Regions from separate parts of the Sus scrofa genome. Here regions 1, 3 and 4 are each linked to region 2. The links are chromatin contacts, called in public Hi-C, HiChIP or PLAC-seq and promoter capture Hi-C maps. All regions are on one chromosome and are shown on one strand. Each heading gives the region's core, a stretch centred on a gene start, on an enhancer-like site or on the middle of the called end of the contact. The rest is flanking DNA. Distances are from core to core; before and after follow the strand shown.

What was found. Promoter capture Hi-C pulls out the DNA fragments that hold promoters and counts their contacts. Hi-C and Micro-C count contacts between places; a contact is called where the count stands out from the background. HiChIP or PLAC-seq counts read pairs in DNA pulled down with a chosen protein or histone mark.
Region 1: a Hi-C map of liver shows a contact between it and region 2, with 5 times the contacts expected there. The contact joins the promoter of LOC100155689 here to the promoter of DUSP23 in region 2. A contact is called at or near these places in 1 of 5 promoter capture datasets (liver), 3 of 47 Hi-C or Micro-C datasets (embryonic fibroblasts, liver and skeletal muscle) and 1 of 2 datasets of contacts at active chromatin or transcription factors (skeletal muscle).
Region 3: an H3K27ac HiChIP or PLAC-seq map of alveolar macrophages shows a contact between it and region 2. The contact joins the promoter of SLAMF9 here to the promoter of DUSP23 in region 2. A contact is called at or near these places in 2 of 47 Hi-C or Micro-C datasets (embryonic fibroblasts and skeletal muscle) and 2 of 2 datasets of contacts at active chromatin or transcription factors (alveolar macrophages and skeletal muscle).
Region 4: a promoter capture Hi-C map of liver shows a contact between it and region 2, with 6 times the contacts expected there. The contact joins the promoter of TAGLN2 here to the promoter of DUSP23 in region 2. A contact is called at or near these places in 1 of 5 promoter capture datasets (liver), 4 of 47 Hi-C or Micro-C datasets (alveolar macrophages, embryonic fibroblasts, liver and 1 more) and 2 of 2 datasets of contacts at active chromatin or transcription factors (alveolar macrophages and skeletal muscle).

What each region holds. Positions count from the first base shown.
Region 1 is chr4:90,895,071-90,898,046 of Sscrofa11.1, forward strand. It overlaps LOC100155689 (putative olfactory receptor 10J6), which reads right to left and starts at 1,546. Exons shown (of 1, transcript XM_021089594.1): 1 at 1-1,546. The region is part of intron 1 of LOC100520241 (olfactory receptor 10J1-like); the gene reads left to right.
Region 2 is chr4:90,721,407-90,724,106 of Sscrofa11.1, forward strand. DUSP23 (dual specificity protein phosphatase 23) reads right to left here and starts at 1,269. Exons shown (of 2, transcript XM_021089591.1): 1 at 221-1,269. The coding sequence starts at 487. LOC110260311 (a long non-coding RNA gene) reads left to right here and starts at 946. Exons shown (of 4, transcript XR_002343382.1): 1 at 946-1,280; 2 at 1,422-1,518.
Region 3 is chr4:90,533,882-90,536,748 of Sscrofa11.1, forward strand. It overlaps SLAMF9 (SLAM family member 9), which reads left to right and starts at 1,467. Exons shown (of 4, transcript XM_013996877.2): 1 at 1,467-1,861; 2 at 2,301-2,642. The coding sequence starts at 1,573.
Region 4 is chr4:90,564,849-90,567,595 of Sscrofa11.1, forward strand. It overlaps TAGLN2 (transgelin-2), which reads left to right and starts at 1,424. Exons shown (of 5, transcript XM_003125672.5): 1 at 1,424-1,749.

The DNA.
Region 1 (2,976 bases), core at 296-2,795, 170 kb after region 2:
AGTTAAATAAAAGGAAAAATTCAGTTCATCAGTCACAGTAGCCACATTCTATGCTGCTAAAAGCCACGTGTGACTAGTGTCTGCTCTGCTGGATATCACAGATATCAAACATTCCCTTCCTTGGCGAAAGTGCTGTTGGACAGTGCTGCTCTCGTGTATTGCCATAGACAGCGGTGTGGAATACATTAAATAAGAATAACAAAACTATTTTAAGAACAATAATATGGTGTGCTGTCATATGGTTAAATATGTGTGTGAATAAGCCTATAAATATTTATATATGCAAAAAGTCTGAAAGTATATACATCTGGTATTATTGTGGGTGAACCATTATGTTGGGGTGGGGGTGAGATTCTAGGTAACTTTGACTTTTTACACACTGCTGTATTTACAGTTAGGATCGCGGTCCTTATTTTAAATTATTTAACTTTTGAGTGCAGAAGTATAGCTCTTAAATAGTTTGGAAAGTCAAGGAGAAGGACCAATGAGAACAGAAGTTAGATTGAGTGAGGAGGAGGTCACTGATGACATACTGGCCAGTTTCAGTAGAGTCTTGGGCTGGAAAGCAAGGTTATAGGGAGGAAACAAACAAACAAAAAACTTTAACATGTCATCAATGAGAACAGGAGATTGTATGTGCGTTTCCCTTTCCTGATGAGCCTATTGCAATGAATGACAAAAAATGGTTAAGAAGATACTGAGCCAGGAAAACTGTGGACGTAATTTGGGAGAGGAAAGAAGAAGAATATTACTGAATTGAGTCAGGAGGAGGAAAAAAAACCCTCATTTTTTTTAGGGCCTGAAAAGTGCTGCCTTCACCCCAAATCAGCCACAGATTTCTTGTAGGTATGCTTCAGGTAAATATGAATTTACTTTATTTGAGTAAATTTTAAAGTTATAAACAGGATGGCTGATGACTAGGAAATGTGGTCCAGGTACATGAGTCCAGGAGAAAGAGGGGAAGAAGTAAGCTTATTGCCTGTGGTGTACTTTTGAATTAGATTGAACAGACAATGAAAGACTATCTTAGGCAGAATATTCTTAGAACTTGGGGAAAAAATGCAAAAAGGCGGCCAGATCAAGACATGTGGGAGGACATAATGCAAATGTTCAACGCAAATGTTCAAGTAATGTTCTTTCCATGTTCGTGTTTATTTAGAGGAAAGGGGTGCGGTATGAGAGGGAAGGGTGAAGCACCACCACTTGGGGGAGCTATTATGTCTCCTACCTGAGGAACTCTGGTACCGCCCAAACCTCAGCATTCCCTTTAGCCAAAATAAACAAAGTCCTGCAGTAAATGGGATTCACCCTCCATAACATACACTTTGGTGACTAGCTCTACCTCCTAGGGTAGGTGTCATCTGCTTACCCGGATTTTTTCCAGTTATTCCTCCCTACCTTTACTCTTCATGTCTTCAGTTCTAGGATGCAGTTCGCACCATCTTGTCACATCTCCAGGGACATTTTAGCATTAAGGACTAAAATTGCAGATGAAGGGCGATTGCCTCCTATCTCACTTTTAAACTTCTTTTTGAAGTGTAGGAGCAATCCCAATTTGTTACTTTTTTTTTTTTTTTTTTTTTTTGTCTTTTGTCCTTTTAGGGCCGCACCCATGGCATATGGAGGTTTCCAGGCTAGGGGTCCAATCGAAGCTGTAGCTGCTGGCCTACACCACAGCCAGAGCAATGTCAGATCCCAGCCGCATCTGTGATCTACACCACAGCTCATGGCAACGCTGATCCTCAACCCACTGAGCGAGGCCAGGGATCGAACCTGCAACCTCATGGTTCCTAGTTGGATTCGTTTCGGCTGCACCATGATGGGAACTCCCCACACTGTTACCGTTGAGGCCTGTAATGAGAAACCCATGATTGTTACTGCCCCTGCAGGAGAGAGGCCCCAGTGAAGGAGATGAGCAAGTGTGGGATGCGGGAGTAAATCATATGGGAGTCCTGCTGGGTTGTCTTGGATTCTCACACAGAAGAGATTAGGTAGCAGCAGACACCAGTGTTCACCATGGCCACCGTGGCGGGAGAAAAGAGGTCTCAGAGAGCACTGTGGTGCCAGAGAAGTGTGTGGAATGGGTGGGTGGCTTCCACCAGGGGAGATTGGCTGGGACAAGTGCTCAGCTGTGAGAACAGGTGTCAGTGAACTCAAGGACGATTTTAGCACCAGATGGCCACCTCCTGTCCCCCTGCTGGTTGCTCTTTTAATCAGCCCAGCCAGAAGTGACTGCAGCTGGGCACCGTAGCAGCAGGGCTCTGTGTGGCTGAACCCGAGGGGTGTTTCTGGGGAAGTCAGTAGATAATCTCAAAAGCGCAGTAGAGAACAGAAAGGAGCTTTCAAAATGATTTATACACTCCAGAAGGACAAAAACCCTGTGGGGGAGTAAGAGTACTGAAATGTGCTCATGCATCAAAATTTTAGTCATGAAGCTGAGATTCTTACTAGAGGAAAAAGGAAAAGAAAATCAAGGGGAAAAACACATTTTGAGGGTGTAAAGGAAATACCATTTGCAAAGTGAAGAAACGATGACAAAATCCATGGGTGCTTAAAAATATCTAAATCTTTATAAGCAAAATCTGTGCCTAGAAACAGAATCTGTGTTTAAAAAAAAATTAAAAGATGTAAGGTAGGCTAAGCCTCTAAAAATCTATTTTGTGTTAAAAGGAGTTATGCAGCTAAAAAAAAAAAAAATTAATGACATCTTTTAACCAGACTTTCCATCCTGTCCTTTTCCTTTCATTAGACAAAATAGGTGTAAGGAGCCAGAAATGGAGGAGTTGACTTCTTAAGAAGCTGATGATTGTGTGAACTATTTGAATAAACAAGAGAATGATGACTTGTCTTTGGGACAGACGCCTTCTCATACCCAAAGAAATCCACCCACCTTCTTGAGTCTGGAAACCGCCTGTGCTCTTTTCTGATTTTAGAGCATAGCAGGCAATCATGCTTTACAAGAGATCACTGCAGTGC
Region 2 (2,700 bases), core at 19-2,518:
CAAGCCTGTCAACTCACGTTATGGGGTTCTTCGTTTTCTATACTCATCTCCTTTTCTCCATTTACCCCTCCCTCCTCCGCGTTTGTCTAGGTTGCACCTGTTTTCTGTCCCCGTCAGCCGGTCTTCCTCCAGTCTCTTTCCGCGACCTCCCCTGCTTTGCCCGTGTCCTCGCTGACCCCTCCCAGGCCCCTCCCTCCCTGCGCTGACCCCGCCCACTGACCTCTCCCCGGGCATTGGCCTCGTCCACGATCTGCACGAAGCGGTCAATCTGCTCTGGGCCTGGCGGGCAGAAGTCTGGAATGCGCAGTCGGTGCAGGGTGAGGCCGGGGCAGCTGTCGTGGTGCGGAGGCCCGCGTTCCGTCAGTGACACCAAGTGCCGTACACCCTGGTCCAGCAGGAACTGGTAGTGCGCGGGGAGCCGGGGCAGCGCCAGCCCCGCCAGCCGGCCGGGGAGCACCCACGAGAAGTTGGGGGGCTGCACGACCATGGCTAGGAGAGGGCACAAGACAGCTGATCATAGGGGGCGAGGCCGGCCGGTCCCGCTCCGCCCTCCCCCCCTTCCGGTCCGTGGGCCTGGTAACTCTCCGCCTACCAAACACTGGCGCCTCCTGGGACCACGTGGTCTCCAGGACTCGACCTAGGGTGCGCCCTGCTCCGCCGCGGGGGATTGGTGGAGCCACTTGAGGGGCGGGGCTAGGGCGCTGAACGCTGAGCTCGGAAGACTGAGAGGAGCGATCCGGTCTGGCCCCAAGCAGGACACCAGTTGATTGGCTGGATGATCAATAATGGGCGGGATTACTGCTGCGGTGCGCTTGGAGATTGGTGGACCATGCAAACAGCCAAGCAGGAAAACCTAGAGAGAATTCAGAATTGTTTGCTGTGGAGTAAGGAGCCCGGGGTCAGGCTCTGCTGCTCCCTGGCGGTGGAAGGGCGTTATTGCATCACTGACCAGCTTCCCTGCTGCCCAAGGGCCTGTCCTTGTCTTACTGTCTTCAAGATTGGATGCCCAAGGGTTTATGAGATGGCAAATCTACATCCGCTTTGGGGGGAGGAACCTCCTCTTCAGTGACTCTGACAAGTCGTTATTGGTGATTTTATGAACTCGTCTAGTAAGCGGGAATCTGTACAGGGAACTGTTCTCATTTTCCATTGCTGGAATTGGTTTTTAAAAATGAGAGTTGCAGCCATCTGGTACTCTGAAGTCTTACCCGGGATAGTAATTATTTAAAATAATAATAACAACATGAGAACCAATAAACTGAGCATTTACCGTGTGCCAGGTATTATTCTAAGTACTTTACATATTATTTAATTACATATTTAATTTGACATATATTACGACTTATTTAATTAACATATATTAACTTATTCATTTAGTCAATAATCTTTTGAGGTAGGTAAGCAAATTAACTCTCTTACAGATGAGAAAACTGAAGCTCTGGAGAAGTCCAGGAACTTGACCAGGAGATGACTAGTGGCGGATTTGAAACCGAGCAGCCTGGCTCCAGAATCAAAATGGTATTGTATTCTAAAGTTAAATGGAAGATTACTGCCTCTTTACATAACCCTCTTCAAACCCCTTAGCCGGGTTTCAGGATTTCTTAGTTTCTCTTCACAGCTCCTGATTTCCAGGTGCTCTGAATCACTCTTCCTTGGGGAAGCTTGAGTTTATCTGTCATTCATAAAAGGTGGAGAACTAGATGTGAACACAATGTCTTAGCTGTGATCCGACTGGTTCATATCCTCATTTGAACAATGTGCTCCTAGTGATGCAGACTAATTATAATTATGAAAATAGTTAACTTTTGTGAATTTATTTGCTTATGTACCAGGCCCTATGCCAGGTACTTTCTGGAAGACCCTCAGAGGGGAAGGTATTTTTGTATCCCTTTTGCACATGAGTCATCTAAGGCTCAGAGAAGTTGGTTACCTTGGCCAAGCACACATAGCTAGTGAGCCGCTGGACTGGTTGAGCCACGGTCTCTGTCATTCGAAGCCCCGGCTCCTTAGCCATGAAGATGGACTTCCCTCCCTCTGTCCCCACCTCCCCCTGAGACACACATTTGGTTCCAGCAAAATGAAAAGGAATTTTTCTTCCCCCAAAGGTTGAAGCCTGCTCTGACCCTGTGGAAAATGCACTTACCCTTTACCCAGACGACTCTGAAGCTTTACCGCACCTACTCTCCCCACGTTCCAGGAGCTGTCAAATCAACCCTTTCCTCCCCTTCCTGACAATCACAGCCCTGATTAAGTCCTTCCTGTCTGCACTCCCATTTCCTACACAACTCCCTGTGACTCTTTCTCGCCTATCCCAAGTTATTCCTTTCCCCTCTTCCTACTGTGCCTTTCAGCCTCCAGTTGTACCCCCAACCCCCTGCAACTTCTCTTAATCCCTCACTCGGGGGTTTCTGGTTGCATGGCCCCTGGAGACAAGACCCCAGCCCTTGCTCCTTTCAGGGTGACCCTTTCTCAGTTCCTTTGCCTGGCTCTCCTTTCTTGGCTCCCTCCACTGTCAGAGAAAAACCTCCACATCTCTCCCCACCCACTCTATGCCCTTTGCCGGCCTCCTTGAAACCCAGCTCACAGCCCATCCTCAGAGGGAAGATGTTTCTGGAGGAGACAGAGCTTCCCGGTGAGCCTTTGCAGGGGTCGAAGTCCATCCATCCACCCACCTGGGCTTCTTTTGTAGGAATTCCTCCC
Region 3 (2,867 bases), core at 217-2,716, 190 kb before region 2:
TCCAATCGGAGCTACAGCTGCCGGCCTACACCATAGCCATAGCAACTCAGGATCCGAGGTGTGTCTGCAACCTACACCTCAGCTCATGGCAATGCCAGATCCTTAACCCTCTGAGCAAGGCCAGGGATCAGACCCACATCCTCATGGATACTAGTCAGTTTCCAATGAACCACAGTGGGAACACCTACGATCTAAAATTCTTGGTCATCGATAATCCCCCAGCAGTTAGGACAGTGTCTGGGCCAAAGAAGTTCCTCAAAAAATATTTGATTGAGTGTGTAATTTGCTAATCTAAAGGTTTGGGATGTTGGAATTCCCATTGTGGCTCAGCTGGTTATAAACCTGACTAGCATCCATGAGGATGCCCGTTCGACCCCTGGCCTTGCTCAGTTGGTTAAGGATCTGGTGTTGCTGCAAGCTGTGGTGTAGGTTACAGATGGCGCTCAGATCCAGTATTGCCGTGGCTGTGGTGTAGGCCAGCAGCTGTAGCTCCAATTAGACCCCCTAGCCTGGGAACTTCCATGTGCTTTAGGTGCGGCCATAAAAAGAAAAAGAAAAAGAAAAAAGGCAAGGTGTGGGATGTTGGCAGAGCACCAGAACTGAACATATCTGCCTCCCTTGTGCCCTTGGTCTTGAGGGCATCACTCTTGCTTCCTGATCACAGTGAGACTCAAAGAATTCAGTACCAGAAGAAACTAAAGTGTCCCATCTGAGTACCCAGCTGATGCCAGAGACATGGTAGAGTATCCAACAATCCAAGATTATTCAGTCTAAGCTTGAATATCAGAGACAGAAACTACCTTGCAAGGCCACCATTGCGTCCCGGACTGCTCTGACCATCAGCTTTCCTATAGCTTTGGTCCATATCACGTTCTCACAGAATGATTTAAAGTCTTTTGATAATATCAACAATTTAGATTGGCTTGCTGGTCCAAACTGCTTTTTGTCAAGAGGGTTGAAATTTCTCTTCCTGTGAAAAATCGTTCAGATGGGAACATTAACTAACTTGAAATAGAAAGACCTCATTCATTCATCTATTCCAAAAATATCAGTTAGGTGCTATGTGTGTCTGGCATGGGGACCAGCCACAGGAGGACATCCAGAGATGTCCCAAAAGATGGAGTCAGCCTAGGGAGAGAAAAATGTTTATAAAATCAAATGATCACAGCAACACAGGAACGGCCAAGGGAGAGCCAAAGCAGGGTATCCTGGGAGCCAAATGACAGGCCTGCATAGAAAGTGTAAGAGTTTGGAGTTGACATTGTGGCTCAGTGGAAACAATCCAACTAGTATCCACGAGGATATGGGTTCGAGCCCTGTTCTTGCTCAGCAGGTTAAGGATCCAGCGTTGCGTGAACTGTGCTGTAGGTCACAGACATGGCTTGGACCCTGCATTGCTATGGCTGTGGCAGGCAGCTGTAGCTCAAAAAAAAAAAAAAAAAAAAAAAGAAAGAAAAAGAAAAAAAGTGTAAGGCTTTGGGGAAGGTGGTATGCCTAGTTGGGGGTCTGGGAACACAGAAGTGAGGGATCTAGGAAGGCTTCATTTAGGAAGTGGGATTTCAGCTGAGTTTGATGAACAGGAAACGTGAGTCAGTGGATAAGCCATCTTGCCAATCAGGCTCAAAGAGAGAACTCTTCCCAAGATGGACAGGGAGGGGCTTTGCGAAATGGAGGAAGTTAGAGCCGCTAGATAGGGTGAGAATAATTTCCCACTCCTCAGGACTGTCAACCAGTCACTCTGTCTCTAGCAGCGTCCTGACAGCTTGTCTTCGGGAGCTGCCCAGGCCACACCTCCTGAGGCGCAGGACTGCTGATATGGGAGCTCTTCCCTGGCTGCTCCTCCTCTTGCTGTTCCAGGAAGGTGAGGCAGGCAATCAGCTCCAGGACAAGAGTATCTCTTTCTGCCTCTGTTCTCCTCTTCTGCTGGGCTGGGGGCAAGCAGGGCACCTCCTTTGGGACTGAAGCCTTCAGCACTGCTGGAGTGAAGAGGACTAGGGTGTGGCTTCGGCGCAGGACCAGGAGATGAGGAAAGCTGGGGCTATGGGAGTGGTATTAGCCCCAAGGACAGCTAGTGGAGAGGAGAAAATTTGGAAGGTGAGAGCACAGAGGGCAGCCAAGCCCTGTTAGGTGCTCAAGTCAGGGGCAGCAAAAACCTAGAGCCAGAAGAGGCAGCTGGAGGACCAGACGGAGTGTGGGTCATAGAAACTACTCAATTGAGATTGAGACCAGGATCCCTCGGCCAGAATCAGCAGCCCAGAGGCAGCTGCTGGGCTGTTCCCATCTCCTATCTTTATCTGCAGCTGACGGGGACTCTGGAGATGGTGTGGAGACCAAGGAAGTGGCTGCGGTCCTTCAGGAGTCCATCAGTCTCCCCCTGGAGATACCCCTGGATGAAGAGGTTGAGAGCATCATCTGGTTCTCCCACAGAAGGCTCGCCACCGTGGTGCCAGGGAAAGGGGGCCATCCAGGTACCATCACAGTGACCGACCCTAAATACCAGGGCCGAGTGAGCTTTCTGGAGCCCACCTTCTCCCTGCATATCAGCAATCTGAGCTGGGAGGACTCGGGGTCTTACCAAGCTCAAGTCAACCTGAGGACATCCCAGATCTTCACTACGCAGCATTACAATCTCCATGTCTACCGTGAGTCTTACTGGGAACCATAAAGCTGCTTTTTTCTGGCTCTCTGGAGCTTCCCACACAAAGGATCAAGGGTCATAGGACTTCCAGGTGTAGCTTGAGGGTCTGGGATTGGCAGGCAGACTGTCTCCAGTGTGCCCCACCCCAGTATCTGAGCTGCAGGCAGTGACCTGGACGAGGAGGCCCTGGCACTGAGGCTGTTCCCATGAATGTGCCCAAGGCATCAAG
Region 4 (2,747 bases), core at 174-2,673, 160 kb before region 2:
TCCTCTGACAAAGCTATGTGTTGGTTACTAGGGTAGCAAGAAGGAAGGAGTCAGCCAACAGTGAATGCTTACAGCTTGTGCTGGGACAAATGCTACCTCTGGGGTGGGCCTCTGCAGGCATCCTCACAGAAAGTGGGAGCAATGATAATAGCTGTCAGCTGAGCACTCACTGTGTGCCGGGCACTGCTCTAAGCTCTTCACATGTATCATTTAATTCTCTACCACTCTAAGGTAAGTAGTACCATTAGCTCTATTTTTATAGACCAGGGAGCTGGGGTGTAGAGCTTTAGTGATTTGCCCCGAGGTCACAAAGTCCATGAGGGGTAGGGCAGGTGAGAAGACAGTCAAGGGAAGGAGGAACAGCCTATGTGAAGGCATGGAGGAGTGAAAAGACTTGGCCTCCCAGGGTGTCAGTGTGCACTGGAATATTCAGGAAGGGAGTATGGGGAAGAGAGAATGGAGAAGTAGGAGGGCATTGGTTGTTGATGTCCTTAAAAACCAGCATATATGGGATCGTCTAACAGCTATGAAAACTCCACTGATGGAGTTCATGGCTCAGAGGTTACGAACCCAACTAGTATCCATGAGGACACAGGTTCGATCCCTGGCCTTGCTCAGTGAGCTAAGGATCTGTAGTTGCTGTGAGCTGTGGTGCAGTTTGCAGACACGGCTCTGATCCCACATTATTGTGGCTATGGTATAGGCTGGCAGTTGCAGCTCTGATTGGACCCTTAGCCTGGGAACTTCTATATGCCGCAAATGCGACCCTGAAAAGACAAAAAAATTTAAAAAAAAAACCAAAAAATAAATAAAACTACACTGATAGCTGCAAGCAGGGACTCCATCCACCACAAATGATGTTCTCCTCCACCATCAGAGATGGAGGAACTGCCAGCCTCCTCCTCCTCTCTCTCTTTTTAAGGGCTGCACCTATTTCATATGGAAGTTCTTAGGCTAGGGGTCCAATCAGAGCTGCAGCTGCCAGCCTACACCACAGCTCATGGATACTAGGTTTGTTGCCCCTGAGCCACAACGGGAACTCCCTGAGGGCTCTTCTTCTGATCCCTCCAGGATTTAAGAGATGCCAGGCCTTGCTGTACAGTGGGAAAATAAAAAAAATAAAATAAAATAAAATTAAAAAAAAAAGAGATGCCAGGTCATGGAGGAGGAGATGAAGGGGAAAAAGTCAAGTCTGAACCCTGGGTCCCAACACTGGTCACACCCCTTAGGCCCTGAGAAAGGAATGACTTCACTGTTAGTCTCTGCCCAGGCTTGAAGAAGGTGGGGAGCAAGACCAAGTCCGGGAGCTGTCCTGGCCTGCATGTCACACCCTAGTCAATTGTGGGGGGGTGGGTGGGGAGTGTCTTCCTGTGCCTCTGTTTACCTAAACATCCTTTTTAAACCAAGAGGCTTCTTCGCACGTAAAAAACGCCCTTCTTGCGCTAACCTAGGCAGAAAGTTTCCCACTGGGGCACAAGTTTACGGGTTCTAGGGTAGGTGTAGAAGTTCTCCAGGGCGGAGGCTACTGTCTTGAGATCCTTTAACCCAGGTTCTGGTCTCCAGCCCCATCTCTTAAGCACTGCCCTCCGCTTCTGCAGTGCGGCGCCTTTAAACCCTCTCGGCCTTGCCCCGCCTTTGGTCCGCCCCGTCCGAGGCGGGAGCCTGCTGAAAACCCCCGGCCCAGCCCAGGCGCTCCATTCGCGCGGCAGCCCCAGTCTTAAGTGCGCAATTCTCCTGCCTGAGTGAAAGGTGAGCTGGAGGGAGGGGGTCCGTCGGGGCGGGGGAGGGGGGATGTGCGCGGTCTCTAGGCTGCAGGAAGCCCGAGCTTGCGACCTGCTCCTGTGAGCTTGGGGACCAAGGGCTCGCAGGCAGGGGTCCGATGACTGCTCTGCCCCGCCCCGGGCTGTCAGGTCTGTCCTCAGACTCTGACCCCGCATTGTTGAGCCATGAGGTCAGGCGGTGTTGCGGGTGCATAGACGGGGCGTCTGTCTGGATCAGGGACGTGGGGACTGCGTCCCTCCCGCGGACTTCAGCTCCAGATCCGTGCTAGGGTGAGGAAAGGAGGGCGTCAGGGACTGGCCCCGAGGGACGGGGCGTACAGGGTCCCAGCGCCCACCCTGGCCCGCTCCGCGCCGCCGGGGCTTCCCGCGCGACCCTTCACTTCCTGATTCCAGGAACACGTGTGGGTGCTGCTTGCCCTCTGCGTCCCAGTCCTTTCTCTTTATTCTCCTGCAGATCTTTTTTCTAGGGACTCCGAGGCGCGGTTTGGAGCAAGGGGGCTCCGTGCGCGGGTCCCGCAGTGGCCTCCCCTTCCAGGGTTGGCGCCGGGAGTTAAAGCCCCAGTCGCCTTGAGGAGAGTCCCCTGATCTCAGACATCTGGGAGGCTGCAGCTCTGACCGCGCCCCGGGGTGCCCTGCCTGTAGGCGGTGGTGTTGGGGGAGGGTGGCGGCTTTCCCGCGCCTCCAGCCCCTACGGGAGCCGATGCCCCCACTCCTTGCCCCCTACTGCTGGGAAAGTCGGTGGTGGCCGCGGGCGGGCGGGCTGCCCAGACCACTGCGTCACCCCAGCGGCGGGCGGTGGGTGACTCATCCCAGTAACGGCCCAGGGTGTGGCGAGGGGGGCGGCTGTGGGGGCCGGACCAGCAGGACCGGAAATGGACTGCCGCCTGGCCTCCACCCCTTCACCCCGGCTCTGCAGGCCTCCTGGAGTCTCCAGGAGCCGGTACCCGTGAGATTCAGGGGGAAACG